3 separate regions of the Mus musculus genome follow, and regions 2 and 3 are each linked to region 1. The links are chromatin contacts, called in public Hi-C and Micro-C maps. All regions are on one chromosome and are shown on one strand. The core of a region is the stretch at or near the end of the contact, and the rest is flanking DNA. Distances in the headings are between cores, read along the strand shown.

What was found. A called contact is a pair of places that touch in the nucleus more often than the background predicts.
Region 2: a contact with region 1 is called in a Hi-C map of muscle stem cells, with 4 times the contacts expected there. The contact joins the enhancer-like site here to the promoter of Hs6st3 in region 1. A contact is called at or near these places in 4 of 39 promoter capture datasets (the 3T3-L1 cell line, hippocampal neurons, liver and 1 more), 3 of 484 Hi-C or Micro-C datasets (cerebral cortex, frontal cortex and muscle stem cells), 6 of 115 datasets of contacts at active chromatin or transcription factors (SST interneurons, embryonic basal ganglia, embryonic forebrain and 3 more) and 1 of 9 other capture datasets (liver).
Region 3: a contact with region 1 is called in a Micro-C map of embryonic stem cells, with 5 times the contacts expected there. The contact joins the promoter of Dnajc3 here to the promoter of Hs6st3 in region 1. A contact is called at or near these places in 3 of 484 Hi-C or Micro-C datasets (LSK cells and embryonic stem cells) and 1 of 9 other capture datasets (pancreatic islet).

The regions. Positions count from the first base shown.
Region 1 is chr14:119,136,343-119,141,477 of GRCm38.p6, reverse strand. It overlaps Hs6st3 (heparan sulfate 6-O-sulfotransferase 3), which reads right to left and starts at 3,213. Exons shown (of 2, transcript NM_015820.3): 1 at 2,360-3,213. The coding sequence starts at 3,063.
Region 2 is chr14:119,357,968-119,363,102 of GRCm38.p6, reverse strand. All of the region lies in intron 1 of Hs6st3 (heparan sulfate 6-O-sulfotransferase 3), which reads right to left. Among named protein-coding and RNA genes, the nearest start is that of Hs6st3, 220 kb to the right of the region's middle. Within about 2 kb of position 2,077, at least 4 of the 459 cell types and tissues checked have an H3K27ac peak or open chromatin away from gene starts, as enhancers often do. A contact at or near this core is called in muscle stem cells, where this site is marked.
Region 3 is chr14:118,935,650-118,940,784 of GRCm38.p6, reverse strand. Dnajc3 (DnaJ heat shock protein family (Hsp40) member C3) reads right to left here and starts at 2,853. Exons shown (of 12, transcript NM_008929.3): 1 at 2,615-2,853. The coding sequence starts at 2,696.

The DNA.
Region 1 (5,135 bases), core at 1,964-4,463:
AGAGCGCCCAGGGAAATAAAACCAACAGGCGTTCCTCCGCAATTTTGCTTAGAGTCAGCCCTATTTGAAGTAGAACCTTGTTCCCATTATGTAGCAATAGATTATCTGCCATTTTGCATTGTGGAAATGTACCCTGCATTATCCAGGCTAATCTTGTTGACTGTAGAATGCTGTACACAGACATTACAATGACAGACAACTAATTCAATCTTCTCTGCTAGCGAGATGCTACTATTAATGTCTCTTCAATTCTTTCCCTATAGCTTTTGAAGCAGGGCACTTCACATATATCACAGCTATTCCTTCCTACAGTATGTGGAAGGAAAGTAATTGAGACTCGCTGGGGAAAAAAAGACAAGTTGGGAAGAAAGAAGGTTACACAACGTGACACAAAACACCACAAAATGGAAAGCAAAGCAAAGCAAGCCCATGAGTGATGATGACCTCGTGACTTGTGGAGCAAAACGAAATGGACGTTGATGAGCCATGGGTAAACTGAGAACAATAGTTGCTTTAGATAGAAACCACATGTTTAAATAGTCAAGGTGAGATTTTCCTGTGTCAGAGAGTGCAAAGAGAGTGCACAGCTCCTAGAGAAGAAGACTCAAAGCTTGTGGCCTACACCAGGCCTCAACAGCAGGACCCTCCCCACCCATCCAAAACCCAACTACTACACAATTCCCATCCTCCTTAATACGTGTAAATCTTCATTTACTCACTAAGACGTTGCTCTATTTGTTTTTGTTTTGTTTTTTTTTAATACTGACACTCATTGAAGGTCACCAGGGGTTTTGATGTGCTAATGAAAGATTCCAGTTTTATTTACTACAATGGACAAAATGAAACAGGCTCCCAAACTCTTTGGGATCAACCAGGAATGTCTAACATCTAAATCAAAGGCCACTCCATGGAGTGATGTAGAGCAGAGACAATCTCACCGAAGTCACGTGCAATGCCGTGGGGAGGTTGAATGCAATACTTAACTTAGAAGTTTTAAGCTAAAACACAATGGTGGGTTTTAAAACAGTGTACTCAGTGTACTATTAAAATATTTACAGGTGTAAACCCCTTCAAGCACACTAAGGGAGAAAGACTATCAGCTTCTTATTCTCACCAATTTCTATCAAACACAGACGGTAGTAGCTGGGAGATAAAGCATTTAAAAACCTGCCAGAGTAAAAGGCAAAAAGATTCCTATAATGAAAGTCTGCTCGTTCTCAGGGAAATGAAGTAGAATTAGATGCCGCAATCGTGACAAAATTCAGAACCTGGGCAGAATCTGGGCAGTAAATGAAGCTTTTCACTGATGTCCAATGCAGAAAGCTATCTGACATCAACATATTGAGCTGACTGTTTCAATTCCTATTCCCTTACACCAAATTGTTTGAAACCTTTGAGATAAAAACTTCAATAAAACTAGTGTTCTGATCTTTTAATATTTTATTCCCTTGAGCATGTCAGATTAATCTCCAGATGGCAATGGGCAGAATGAGCGACCAACCATGTTCTTAAGCCCATGATTCTCTGAAAGGACAATAATGTAAGCAGCTGCATTGGCAGCAGAGACTTCAAACTTTCTCAATCCTCAACAGCAGTACTGTTTTAACCGGCTAGCTTTCCTCTCGCTCATTAGATCTTTGTATCCACTCAACACATACCCAGGCACACAGTAGGCATTTAACAAATAATGTTTAAATAAACTGTTGGAATGGCTTAAGGGGGAAAGAGGCAGGCAGTCTTACGAAGAACAGCATGAGTCCAAATCCTGGCATTGCCCAGCAACAAGGACCATCTCCAGAATTAGGGTTATCACAGTGGAGCACGATTTTGCACGTGTAGATCTTCAAAGCGGCATCAAGAGGATTGTTCTCTAAGCTGGCAAGCAGCCATCCAAGAGCCACTTAGAAGGACATTATGCTCCAGCCTCACCATTCCTGAAAAACTATGTCTGCACTCCCGGATCCCCTATTCTTTGGATTTCCACCACATAATTTAAGTTCAAGACTCGACCTCTCTCCCTCGACACCCTGGTTATTCCATAGCTGTTCTTTAGTGTCTGCTCCAAATACCTCATCACACAATGCTAGGCACTGTGCAGAATGCACATCAGGATGGCCGTGGACATGGCTGAAGGTGACAGGGGGTGGCAAGAAACAGTGAAGCATGGGAAAGAAACCAACTCAAGACACCCCCCCCCCCCGGTGGGTATCCAGCGGTTTCTCACCCTTCACCCAAATTCGCTGCCCACCCTTTGGAAAGCCACTGCCAAACAGCTAAGGGAGCGCGACGCGGGACTGGCGGGGTCAGGACTTGGGGGAAGGGAGTGGGGTTCAGGAAACCAACAGACGCGGGACAGTACCTGGTGTGGCTGTGGTTGCGGGGACAATCCTTCTTCTCCATGATGGCCGGCACGCAGTTGGTGAGCTCGGTCCAGTCGGCATGCAGCCCGCAGCTCCAGCCGGTGGAGAAGCGGGAGAAGAGCCAGGTCTCCTTCTTGCCCGGCCGGTGGCAGGTGCACTTTTTCTGGCCAGCTTTGCAGCTGCATGGCTGCTCCAGACGAATGTTCTTCACCAGGTGCCGGCCGAACGTGGTGCCCCCGGTCTTCTGGATGTGCAGGAACACGATCACATCCCGCCCTTTGATGTTGAAGTCCACGAAGCGGGTCAGGTCCTTGAGGGTGAAGTTGAATCGAGGCACGAACCGGGGCAGGGAGCCGTTTTCGGGCGCCTCGGGGTCCGGCTCCTCCTCTTCTTCCTCCTCCTCCTCCTCCGGGTCCCCGGGATCCTCATCCTCATCCTCGGGAGCCGCGACCCCACGAGACCCCTCGGGCGGTCCCCGGGGTGGCGGTGGCAGCTGGGGCCGCCGCTCCCACTCATCAAGGGGTGCTTGTGCCCGTCGGGCAGGACTCGGGACAGCGGGCGGGCGGGCCTCCCCGGAGCGGAGCTGCTCCCCGAAGTTGGTGCATGAGCTGGTGCAGGAAGGGGACACGTACTGGTACATGATGACCACGAAGAGGAGAGTGAGCACCGGCGTCAGCAGCCACTTGTTGAACCTTTCATCCATGGTCCCGTTCTCAGGCCGGCAGGTGAGGTGGCTGCGGCGCCAGCGGCGCGATCGGGCGCCTGCTCGGAAGTTTCGGGGACTCCGGGGCGCGGCTCGGAGCCCGCCGCTCCTCCATGCCCCTGCCGCCGAAGAGAACGGCTGTCTGGCTGCCCCGCCGCACTCCGGGGTTGGCAGAGCCGGGGCCTACGAGCGGAGCCGAGAAGACGGGCGCCGGCGCCGGCGGCTGTGGCGTGGGGCTCCTCTCGATCCCTGGGGCGCCGGGCTCCAGCCGGCTCCTCTTGTACCTGGACGCGGCGCTCTCAGGCGACACGGAGCATCCCGCCGCCGGTCGGTAGACGCTCAGGCGCTGCGGTGCGGGGTTCGTGTCCCGGACCTTCCCGGGGCAGCTGCGGTGGCGAGCACAGGAGCTGCATGAGGCTCACCAGGGCGCGGGCCAAGGGCGAAGGCTCGGCCCGGTCCCGCAGCCCCAGCCCTCCGCGTGCACCGCGCCCGGCACCTTTGCCCACGGGTCCCTGGGCGCCGAGAGCCCGCCGCAAGTTTGCAAAGCCGCCCCTCGGCGGCGGCGAGCAAGACGCCTCTGCGGAGCCGCCTCCCGGGCAAATCGCACTACTGCTCCGGGTCCGCCCGCCCAGGCGCAGGCAACGCGCACACACTCGCTCACGCGGGCTGGCACCGCCACAACCCGCCAGCCGGTGTGACAGGAGCCCTGCTACCCGCAGCAAAAAAACCTGCCCTAGGTACGGAGCATGCGCCAAAGCCTTCCTCAGCCCCGGAGGAGTTTCCAGGGGAGGAGTCCACGGCTCCGCGGGGCTCGCGGGAGGCTGCTGGGGGTGGGAATCCCTTCAGCCTGGAGCCTAGGGAGATCTGGCAGAAAGGCTACCGCGGAGCGAGAACAGGCCCCATGGAGGGCGTTGCTAGCGATGATCTGATTCCTCTAAATTGCAACATTGGCAGCTTTCTCAGTGTGAGAGTGGACAGAAACCTGGTTGGTCTTGTTTGCAGGAATAAAACACCCCTATGGCAGAAAGTCTCACGCAGACTAAACAGGCGGTTGCTTGTCCTTCCTCAGCAGGGTACATAGGTTCCAGACTTCATTTACTGCCTCCCAACACGCTCAAACTGATGCTCCAGTTTGTTCCAAGCTTCCTCAACTATGAACTTAGTAGGTCCAACACTACAACTTTATTCAACCAGCAACCATTAAAAAGCCTGCTTTATAAAGAGATTTGTGTTTGATGCGAACTCCCTTTCCATGGCTCCAAGACGCAGCCCTGCAGGATATAAGTCCTAAAATCCATTCCATTAACACAAAGTGGGCTCTTCGATGTTCAAGACTCGCCCTTTTCCCACCCCAGTAAGAAGCAACATCAGCTGCCCTCACCTGTGTTCCACAGTGAAGACCTCCTTCGTTGTCCACCGAGGTTTTCATTAAAAAACTTCTTTCGAGTGTGTACATTTTGAATTTGCCCCAGGATCCAAACTTCTTTGCTTAAATACACTTTATGGTTTTTCAGATAATGCATTGATACACCGTTCAATTCACATCAGTCTGGAGTATTTGACCCACGATGTCTAGACCAGCTAGGGCTGATTTCCAAGATAAGAGTAGCCCTGTGTTGACATTTGGGGCAATGCAGTGTGAGTCCCTGACCCAGACTAAAGGTGGCCCCAATAGTTACCAGAGCCACACAGACCCCAGTTGTGGTCTCCCACACCAGTCGCACCAGCCTACTGTCTCCTTGGGGGCACTATGCGGGACTTGTTCCTTTCTGAGAACAGTGTTGGCCTCTTCTGTCAAGTCCCCACATACAACCATCACTTCAAATCCAGATCTCCTTCTCGAACACCAAAGCTTGCTCATCAGAGGTTATTTTTATTGTTCTAGACAGGTGGAGTTCTTCCCAACAAAACATTCCCCCTCTGCTTCCACCCTGTTCTCAACTTTATGTGCAACTGCAGGACTGAGGGCTGTCTATACTGTAGAAGTCCAGGTTCCTAAGTAGGGTGCTAGATACGACGACTCCACTTCTCTAAAGCTTTTTGCACTCTTTTTTTCTCTCTCACTCAAGTTT
Region 2 (5,135 bases), core at 828-3,327, 220 kb before region 1:
AAAGTTAGAGGATACCATCATTCAGATAAAGCAGGGGGCCCATGGGATGGGAAAATAGTTTTACCAATTATGCATCCAAAACAGGGCTAATATCCAAAATCACAAAGGACTCAAAAAATTGGATATCAAGAAAACATGGAATTCCTTTAAATTATAGGGCACAGATCTAAACAAAGAACTCTCCAAAGAGGAAATTTAACTGGCTGAGAAACACTTTTAAAATTGTTCACCATCCTTAGTCATCAGGGAAATGACAATCCAACTACCTTGAGATTATCATCTTACATCCATCAGAATGGCTAAAATCAATAAAGCAAGTAGCAGGTCATGCTGGTGAGGTTGTGGAGCAAGGGGAACATATTTCCTTTACTGATGGGGGTGGAAACTTGTACAACCACTATGGCAATTAGTGTGGCGGTTCCTCACAAAGTTGGGAATAGATCTAAGTCAAGATTCAGCTATGCCTCTCTTGGGCATATATAAAAATTATTATTCTTCCTACTTCAGAGACACTTGCTTAGCCATGTTCAGTGCTGCTCAATTCATAATAGCCCAAAATAGCAAACAACTTGAATGTCCTCAACAAAAGAATGGATAAAGAAAATGTGGTACATTTATATGACATCATGAAATTCACAGGTAAGCAGATGGAATTAGAAAAAAAGTCATCCTGTTTGAGGTAACCCAGAACCAGAAAGGAAAGTATGTTATGTATTGACTTACATATAGATCTAACTGTCAAGTCAATGATGACCAAGCCACAACACCTAAGACAACAGAGGTTAGGTTTAGAGTAAGGGACAGTTTGGGAGAGTTTATCTCCTTAGGAAGGAGAAATAGAATAATTAGGAATGAATAAGCAGGGGGTTGAAATGAGAGGATTGAGTGTATAGGAGGAGGGTAGAGGAGGGCTATGGAGGAAATATGGGGAGAGAGAGCAAAAATTAAGGGCCACTTGAGGGGTAGTATGAAAAGCTAATATAAAGAAACTTCCAGATAGGCATGCAGGCAGGCCTTCAGGCAGGCAGGCAGGCAGACAGACAGACAGATAGATATGTACATACATACATGCATACATATGTAGATACATAGATACATAGATGATAGATACACACATGAATGATACATACATGATAGATGATAGATGGTAGATAGATAGATAGATAGATAGATAGATGATAGATAGATAGATAGATGATAGATAGATAGATAGATAGATAGATGATAGATAGATAGATAGATAGATAGATAGATAGATAGATAGATAGATAGACAGATGCATACATAAGTGATGAGAGAGAGAGAGACCTTCGGAAGAACAGTGTTCTTAACCGCTGAGCCATCTCTCTCCAGCCCGTAGCTGGTATCTTAATAGCTATTGCTCTAGTTGGTGTGAGAGAATAGCAGAAATAAACACAGGGAGGAAGGATTAACTATCTCATGGTTTAATGTGATGAGTCACCTTTGGCTGGCAGAGCAGTGGATCAAATATTTAGCACATGAGCACATGTGGGCTATTTCACACTCAAGCCACAAACATCGTGTATGCTTGTTCCTCTTTTTGCTGCCATTCCATGCACTACAGCCTCTACACTTGGAGTGGCTGTGCACATATGCTTGAATGTCATAAACACACAATGGGTTAACACTGGCATCTGAAGGGACATTTTCCAAAAGGTTTGAGTGAAGATGGAAAGTAGGCACTGAACTTAGTCATTCACGAGGTCACCGTCTCCACTCATATTTGTTGCACTGAGTTGTCTTTCCACAAGAGGGTTGTGGGGTAGCAGAAAACAACTTCATTTCAGACTAGAGAGTTCACACACCCTGCCTTCACAAAGTAAACTGGGTTATCTTTGAGAAGCCACACCTTTTCTTCTACACATATGTAATATATACAATGTACATACGTGTGGGGCCTTGCCTACCTATCCAAACGCAATTTTGCAATGTTGAGTTAGAAAGGATTGTCTCAGGGATGGATTTTCCCAGGGCTGGAGAATCTGGTGATGATGTGGATTTGTAATCCCCGACACTTGTGAAATGAGACAATTCACTTTTCTTTTGTTTTTAGTCTTAATCTGAAGCCCCTGTTGACCTTGAACTCATGAGATTTTGACTCCACCCTCCTGAGTGTTCTACCACTTTCCTGGACCATGAAATCACTTTGAGTTGTTTAACTGGTCACTCAGGGCAAAAAGATTACTAACCGATACAACAGCTATCATCTCCAGAAAATCACCATTGCCTAGTAACTGGAGAGAAAAGCAGCATTTGTTGATGTTCTGAGATAATGCTTTAACCCATCCTAACACCACTGTAAGTCTAGGTGTGTTTTGTGTTATATTCTAAACTCTTGGCTGGGGATATATAGCCAGAGGTAGTATAATTGTCTAGGACCAGTGAGTCAATAACTTTAAGCCCCTGCTCCACAAAGATTACACATTCTTGTCTGCTTAGCTTTTGAAAATTAAATATAAACCTTTATGGTCATGCATTTCTTACTAATAGTGACTCAGTCAAATCTGTCAGGTGGTACTACATAATGTTTTCTGATTTCTGTCATGAATGCTGCTACATGATCCTTTTACGTGTCTAAAAAAAATAACGGGCTGGAGAGACACTGACTGCTCTTCCAGAGGTCCTGAGTTCAAATCTCACAACTACATAGTGCCTCACAACCATCTGTAATGGGATCTGATGCCTTCTTCTGGAGTGTCTGAAGACAACTACAGTGTACTCACATATAATAAATAAATAAATCTTTAAAAATAAAAAAAGATACCAGCTGCAGCAAGGTACTTCATGGAGTCACACTGCCTCCATGGTGACTCCCTAACTGTGGACTGGTGTCGCCATTGTTTGCATAGTAATGCACATATATGAATTCCTGTCATAAATATGGTGCACAAGGCCGTGGGACACGTTTTGTCCCCTCCCACCCCTAAAATGAACAGTGAAGTGAATACAACAAAATTAAAACCAGAAAGGTGATGTGTATTAAGTCAGGAGTAAACAAAGGAGCTATGGGAACCCAGGGCGCAACCTAGAACAATATTGGAATAAAATTTGAGAAGAGTCAATATTTGCTAACTATGCCAAGTGTGTATTTGATCAGAAAATATGCTTAGAAATTATTTTAAATTGTTTTTCTCTGGCAGAAAACTATGCAAATATTTTGTACAAATATAGAAGAAACATGCCAAATATAATTTATCTTTCTTTCCCTCTAGACAAAGGTTAATTTTCCTTATCATTCCAGTAAGTCCCTTGATTTTCTATCAACAATAGTCTCTTCAGTCAACATAGGAGCCTGTTCCTATTGTAACAGACTATTTCATGTACAGCATTCAGCAGAAAACTGTCAGCAGAAAACTTCCCAGAACAGGAGGTGAATTCTCAAACTGTGAACTCCAAAGGACAAGGTCATCGATGCAAAACTGTCTGTTTGGAGGGGATCATCCTAGACCCCATACTCAGAAGTACACAGTTGTAAATGGGTAAAAATAGTAGGTTGGGGACTTCACTCAGTGGGCAGTGTTCTTACCCCGCATGCAGTAGGCCAGGGTTCAATCCCCATGGGACATAAAACTGGTCAGAGTGGGACATGGTCAGGAGTGAGACATGGTCAGAGTGGGACATGGTCAGAGTGGAACATGGTCAGAGTGGGACATGGTCAGGAGTGGGACATGGTCAGAGTGGGACATGGTCAGAGTGGGACATGGTCAGAGTGGGACACGGTCAGAGTGGGACATGGTCAGGAGTGGGACATGGTCAGAAGTGAGACATGGTCAGAGTGGGACATGGTCAGGAGTGGGACATGGTCAGAGTGGGACATGGTCAGAGTGGGACATGGTCATAATGGGACACAGTCAGAGTGGGACATGGTCAGAGTGGGACATGGTCAGAGGAGTGGGACATGGTCAGAGGAGTGGTACATGGTCAGAGTGGGACATGGTCAGGAGTGGGACATGCTTTTGACCCAGCAGTTCCCATCCATTCTCAGTCCCATAGTGAGCTCAATGCCAGCCCTGACTAATCAAAAACTTATCCCCAAAAGAAATAAAGAAAGGAAGGAAGGGAAGGATGGAAGGGAAAAAGGAAGGAGAAAGAATATCACCTTGGAAATGGCTTTCACTTCTAACTGGCTGCTGTGAAACAGATAGTGTTAGTCTACACCACCTTTCATTTAAATCTCAAACCTAGTATTGAACTAGTATTAGCTAGTTAATTACAGGAAAAAGGGTCAATAATTTAACTAACCATCATTTCATTTTTAAGGTATTGGGCCAACTATCATTCCCATGTTCTTCATTGATAGCCTTTTTCAAGGACCAGCCAGCGTTCATTCTTCTGACTGATTCAGCTTGTTGGAATAAATAACAGAAATAAAATCCCTGTTATTCTTTAGTGATATAATGAATAGCACGTTTGAAGATAAAAGCATTTGAAGACGCGAAGACTGATCACATTGGCGATCATGTAACTAAAACGTAGTCAGTTAAGTGAAATGAAGGCCAGCTTAAGGAACATGAGAACGTTCTCTCGGAGACTGAAAACTATCTATGAAGACCAGCACTCACATTTTAATAAGCACATCCTCTCATTCCACAGATCATCATCCTATCAAAGCGGCATTGGATGTTATTACTTTTCAGTGCCGATGCCCTCAGACACTCCATCTTATCTCTGCCTTTAAAATAAATTAGTCCTTCATTTCGCAACAACTGAAGGGAGAAATGTACATCCAAAAAGCAGCAATTATACAAAAACTGAAGTCAGAACCACTTTCTGTTCTCCCCCTCTCCAACAGCTTGTAAGCATAATTAATCAAATCAAGCTTCCCTCTCATCGTGGAGAGCTGTAATTTAAAAAAAAAACCAAATTACAGCATCCTTGGAGCAGCATGTATAAAGTATATTAAGAAAATGTGTACATGAGCAGAAGCTCAGGCCTGGCGATAAATTTTATTTTATCATGACTTCATATTATATATCATAATTACTATATTATATTATATTACTTACTGCCAGTGAAGGAGATAACTTAGAGTTTGAAATCATGAATAACTGCAAATATTCAAAACCAATTAAAATATTTCCTATGTCTCAATAAATTAAAAGAGTAAAAATCAA
Region 3 (5,135 bases), core at 1,604-4,103, 200 kb after region 1:
GGCCACTGAGGTGTGCCACTCCATCTCTACAGTACGAAACTGTGTTTCACGTTTCCTGTTCTCACAGAACTCTCCCTTATGTCTTCTCTCTGCAGCCTTAAGTGCAGTGTGGCAGCACCTGACCTGCATGCCTCCTCAAGACAGAGGCTAATGGACCCAGATATAACTAAGCCATTTAAGAAAACAGAAGCTAACAATTTGCTACTCTGTATCTTAATAACCTCATCACCAATTCTAACAAACAGCATAACCTCTAATTCAATTCCTACAGATACTTTATTACACCAGTGATTCTCAAAATGTGGTCATCTGGGATCCTCTCAGAAATGAAAATTTCACTTTCCATCAAGACCTACTAAATCAGACGTTCTGTAAGTGTGCCCAACTCTTACAAGTATTCTATGTGAGATTCTGGTATACAATCAAGCTGGAGAACCACTGTTTTGGGAGGAAAAGCAGGTTTTGGTATTTGAGGATTTTTGGTTTTTGTTCTGTTTTGTTTAGGGGAGGGTTGTTTGGTCTTGGGTTTTCTTTTGGTTTTGGGTTTGTTTTTAGACAAAGTAAACAGTAGCTCAGAGTGGCCTAACACTCTTTAATTGATGATAATCCTCCTGCCTTAGCTTCTTGATTGCTGAAATCACAGGTATGAGCCAGCACACCTGGGAAGACCACTACACTGAGCCTGCCAGGAAACCACCCCCCCTGTCACTTTCTATTGCTAACTTAAAAGGCTGATTTTGCTCGGCCGTCCGACTTTAAAATGCTTGAAGTGAATGCTATGTACAATTTCCTGTTCCCACCTTCATACAGAGGTAAATTTTATTTTTAAAGATTTTCTTTACTCTGTGTACACACACACAAGGGCTCATGTGTGTGCATGTGTTCTCTCATTCTCTCATACCCCACCTCTCTCCCTCTCTCCCCACCCCCCACCCACACACACACCCCTCTTTGGGTGCTTGTGGAACCAGAAGACTGAGTTGTGAGTAATTACAACTAACTCACTGCATCCTGATCTGGTACTAGGAATGCAACTCCAGTCTTCTGCAAGGCCAACAAACACACTAACCATTTCTCCAGTCCCAAGATAAATTTTCATTAAGCTCTTGGAACACCAGCTCCCAGATGTGTAACACAGAGACTATCACATATCTCTGTGGAATAAGAGCTGGCTTACAGAAATGCTCTTTCCTTCTCCATCACCTGCCATTCTGCACAGGTAATACTCCTGGAAAAGCAACACTGGCTTTCTCCTCAGAGAGGCCACTGGTGCTTTCCTGACGGGAAAACTCGGAGTTTTCTTATAGAAATACCACAGTAGAGAGATGAAATGCTAAAAGTCCTAATCCTGCAAAGAACAGAAACTCGAATAAGGTGCTTGATCTACAAGCTCCTGGATGAGGTAAGGCAAACAAAAATAAGCACTCCCATGTCTGGAGAGTAAGTTAAATCGACACTAAGTAGAGCATAGACAACTTTCCCTTAAGTTACTAAAATAAGTCACTAATGATAACTGGGCACAATCAATGCAGATGGAAAGAATTAGAAAATGAAAGAAAGTTAGAACATATGACCCATACTAAAGTGGTCCAGGCCTTCAAATTCCAATCCCCTCACTTTTGAGGCTGGCTCCAACATCAAATTATTGGTCTCAATATTGCCACAGTACACATTCTGATTTGGGGTTCAAAGAACGTATGGTGATCAGGAAGCCAAAACCAACAAAAACCATACCTTTAATGGTTAAAAACCTAAGCATATGTCTTTAAAAAAAAGAAAGAAAGAAACCCGCATAGACTTCTATGATGGTTTCATCATAAACTGTTCCCAATTTCAGTTCCTCAGTCCCTCCAAATGGAATATTCAACTGTTTACTCTTTCCATGACAACTATCCCCAGACTTACAGGAATGAGTACAGAGCAGTGCCCAGGACAGATGTCACTACAGCACCGTAACCAAGTTGGGAAGTTCAGTGGGCATTTGGGGCTTCAATGTCTAACTCCTCCCCGCTCTGACACCCAAGATAGGACAGGCCTCTATTTTTTGCTATTCTGTTGGGAGTAGCCAACATTCCAGTCTGGAGCCCAGGGTGAAACGTAAGCGCTCCCTATTTTTTTTTTTAAGAGACTTTTTTTTTTTTTTTTTTTTGCGATGACTAGAAAAAGTAACGTCAGTGGGGGGACAAAGTTGAATGTCGCCTTGCTGGGAACTGTGAAGCCACAGCCAGCCCAGCAAGTTAGGCGCCGGGAGCTCCGAGCCCAGAGGTGGGCTTCTCCAGGCACCAGCCTAAGTTGCGCGCCCGACGCGGGGTCGTGAGGGAATGGGACTGGCTTCGGAAAGGGCCCTGGCCCGCCACTCCGGAACCGGGACCCGTCCCGTGCATGCCGCCGTTTCGCCTCCTCCCGGCACCCCCGATCCAGGGTCCCCCGGACGCCGGACTCCCGGCTGCGCTGGCCCAGGCCGCCGAAACCGGCCTCGCGCGCGCGGCCCGCCAGTCCCGCCTCTCAGCCCACGGAACCGGAACCGGGCTCGGACCCAGCCTCGCGCCCCGGAGCGCCGCTCCCAGCCGGGACCGGGACCCGAAGCCCGCCCCGGGAGCAGGGCGGGACTCACCTTCGTACTGCAGGTCCACCAGGACCAGCAGGAACGGGAACACCGCGCCCAGCCGGCTGCCCACCGAGCCGGGGGCCACCATGTCCAAGGGCGCCTGAGCCGAAGAGCAGGAAGGTGCGCGGCCCAGCAGCCCGCGCGGCCAACAGCCCGCAGCGAAGCGCCCCGTCCACTCGCTCGCTCGCTCGGTCAGCGCTCGGGCCTCAGCGGCGGCTGGCGCCCGGCGGCGGAAAACAGCGGTAGGCGGGGCCCGCGGAGCCACGCCCCGGGCGCCGCCGCCGCCCAATCGCCTTCCTTCTGGCCACAGAGCGGCCCAGCTCGCCCGGGTCGTGGTTGGCGCTGATTGGTTGTGGGGGCTGGCGCCCCGCCCCGCCTCTGATAGGATAACGTGGAAGCACAAGACGAGGCTGCGTCCGCTGGTCGTGGAGCTGTCAGCGGGCTCCAAACCGCCGCCGAGCGCCGAGGAGGAAGAGGCTGGGGAGGCCGGGCTGCGGCCGCCGAGTCCGCATGCGCGGGCCCTAGAGCCCTTCTGGGCCGGCCTCGCGGGCTGGCTTGGCAGGGGCGGCGGGTTCCTGGAGCGAGCCCAGATTCCTTCGGGTAGTGTTGGGGGATAAGGCGCCGCCGCCTGGGCTGGTAAGGCCAGAGAGTCTCAGGAAGTCTCCAGGGACGTCCGAGAGAGATGACTGGACTTCTTGAATGAAATGGGGGAAGAAACCCAAATAGCCACTCCGTGGGTGAAAAGGGGAAAAAAAAAGTTTATTCCAAACTGCGAAGGCTGTCTCTCGGGAAAGCAGAGAGAAGCGCTGCGCGGGCTGGGGTGATGGTGGGGATTTATCTTCTGGGTTATATGGGACCTTGACGGGCTAATAGACCCCACTGTCATAAGTTAATGGAAGAGCCAAATGTCCCTTTTCCCAGAGATAGGAGAATAACTCCACTTAGCAAGTAGGAACTATCTTCACCACCACCACCACCCCGAGGGAATGCTGGCTTTTGTCTAGATGCCCTACCTGGGGGAAAGGAATTTCTTGGGGGACCTGACACTATTGAGGTCTGCTAGTGGATCAGAGATGCAAGAGCCATTCTACCAAGTCTCACAGTTGGTCTGGGTGGCTCTCTTAAAATCCGCAGTCCTCTCAGTCTCGCCAAAGAAACTTCCAGAATCACTTTTTTTTTTAGGTTGGCTTAATGGTTTCTGGGGCTATTTCCTGCCCTAGACTAAGTATCTATTGATGCATCCTTAAAATGCTTCCAGTGCCTTTAGCTCACCCTACATAACAAAGTCCCTACCCATTACTTGCTCAGTCTTCAGTATTAGCCCTCTGCTTTCCCAAGCAATGACCTTAGTTTGGAATAAACTTTTCTCTTATACACCCACCAAGTGTCTATTTGGGTTTCTTTACTGTGCCTATTTCATTCAAAGACATAAGAACTTGGACAAGATTGTCGTTAAATTAATCAGGTAGGTTACGCCCATAGCTGCTCTGTTTGAACAGACACTATATGGCAGCAACGTTTTACACATCGCTAAATAACGTGGGTTTGTTATTCAAAGCTTTTGATACCTTAGTGTTACTTCATGCTTACAAGGACTTACACATTATGATGACTTTTGAATGAAAAAAAGGACGTGGCTGCTCTTAGGTATGGTGTAGGTAAAAGGGAGATAGAGACATCTGGGAGAGTGGACATGGCCCTGAGCTGTGTGAGAAAAGGGGGAAGGGAACCAGGTGCAGCAGCCAAGAGGGCAAAGGTTACCAAAAAGAAAAAGAAAGATGGCTGGCCAAAACGGCTGGGTTATATAGGGAAGCGCCTCTGGAGGAAGGGAAGCCCAGCCCCAAAGCTGGAGAATTCTGAGTAAAGGGCTGGACTTGCCTGCCATAGCTGCAACACATAGGGACTGAGGGATGTTGGGAGAACTTTGCTATGTTAAATAGGACCTCAGCCATTTGTCTCAAATTTGAAACCTAACATATTTGTGATTTCCTGAAGATACACTACAAAGGGTGAAAAAAGGAAGAAAGGTCTTGTTCTGTTCCAAAGAAATAGAATGTGCCGGGCATGGTGGTGCATGCCTTTAATCCCAGCACTCAGGAGGCAGAGGCAGAGGCAGGCGGATTTCTGAGTTTGAGGCTGGTCTACAAAGTGAGTTACAGAACAGCCAGGGCTATACAGAGAAACCCTGTCTCAAAAAACCAAATTGGGAGAGAGAGAGAGAGAGAGAGAGAGAGAGAGAGAGAGAGAGAGAGAGAATGTAAAGGAAATGGTTCCTGGTTGGAAGAAATGAGTCCCTGGTGAGCCTTGGTGAAAAGCACACTATTTAGATTCAGGGAATCAGGGCTATTATATCAATTGTCCTCATCTGTAGACTGGGTATGACCCCAAACCCTCAACAGTGAAGTTTTATGAAGCAGGTTAATGTTCTTCTAAACTGTAGTAGTGTCCAAAGATGTTGCTAAAGAGCAAAATATAGGAGCAAAATTAAAAAAAAAAATTTTAAAAAGCAAAATGAAGAAGCGTCAGG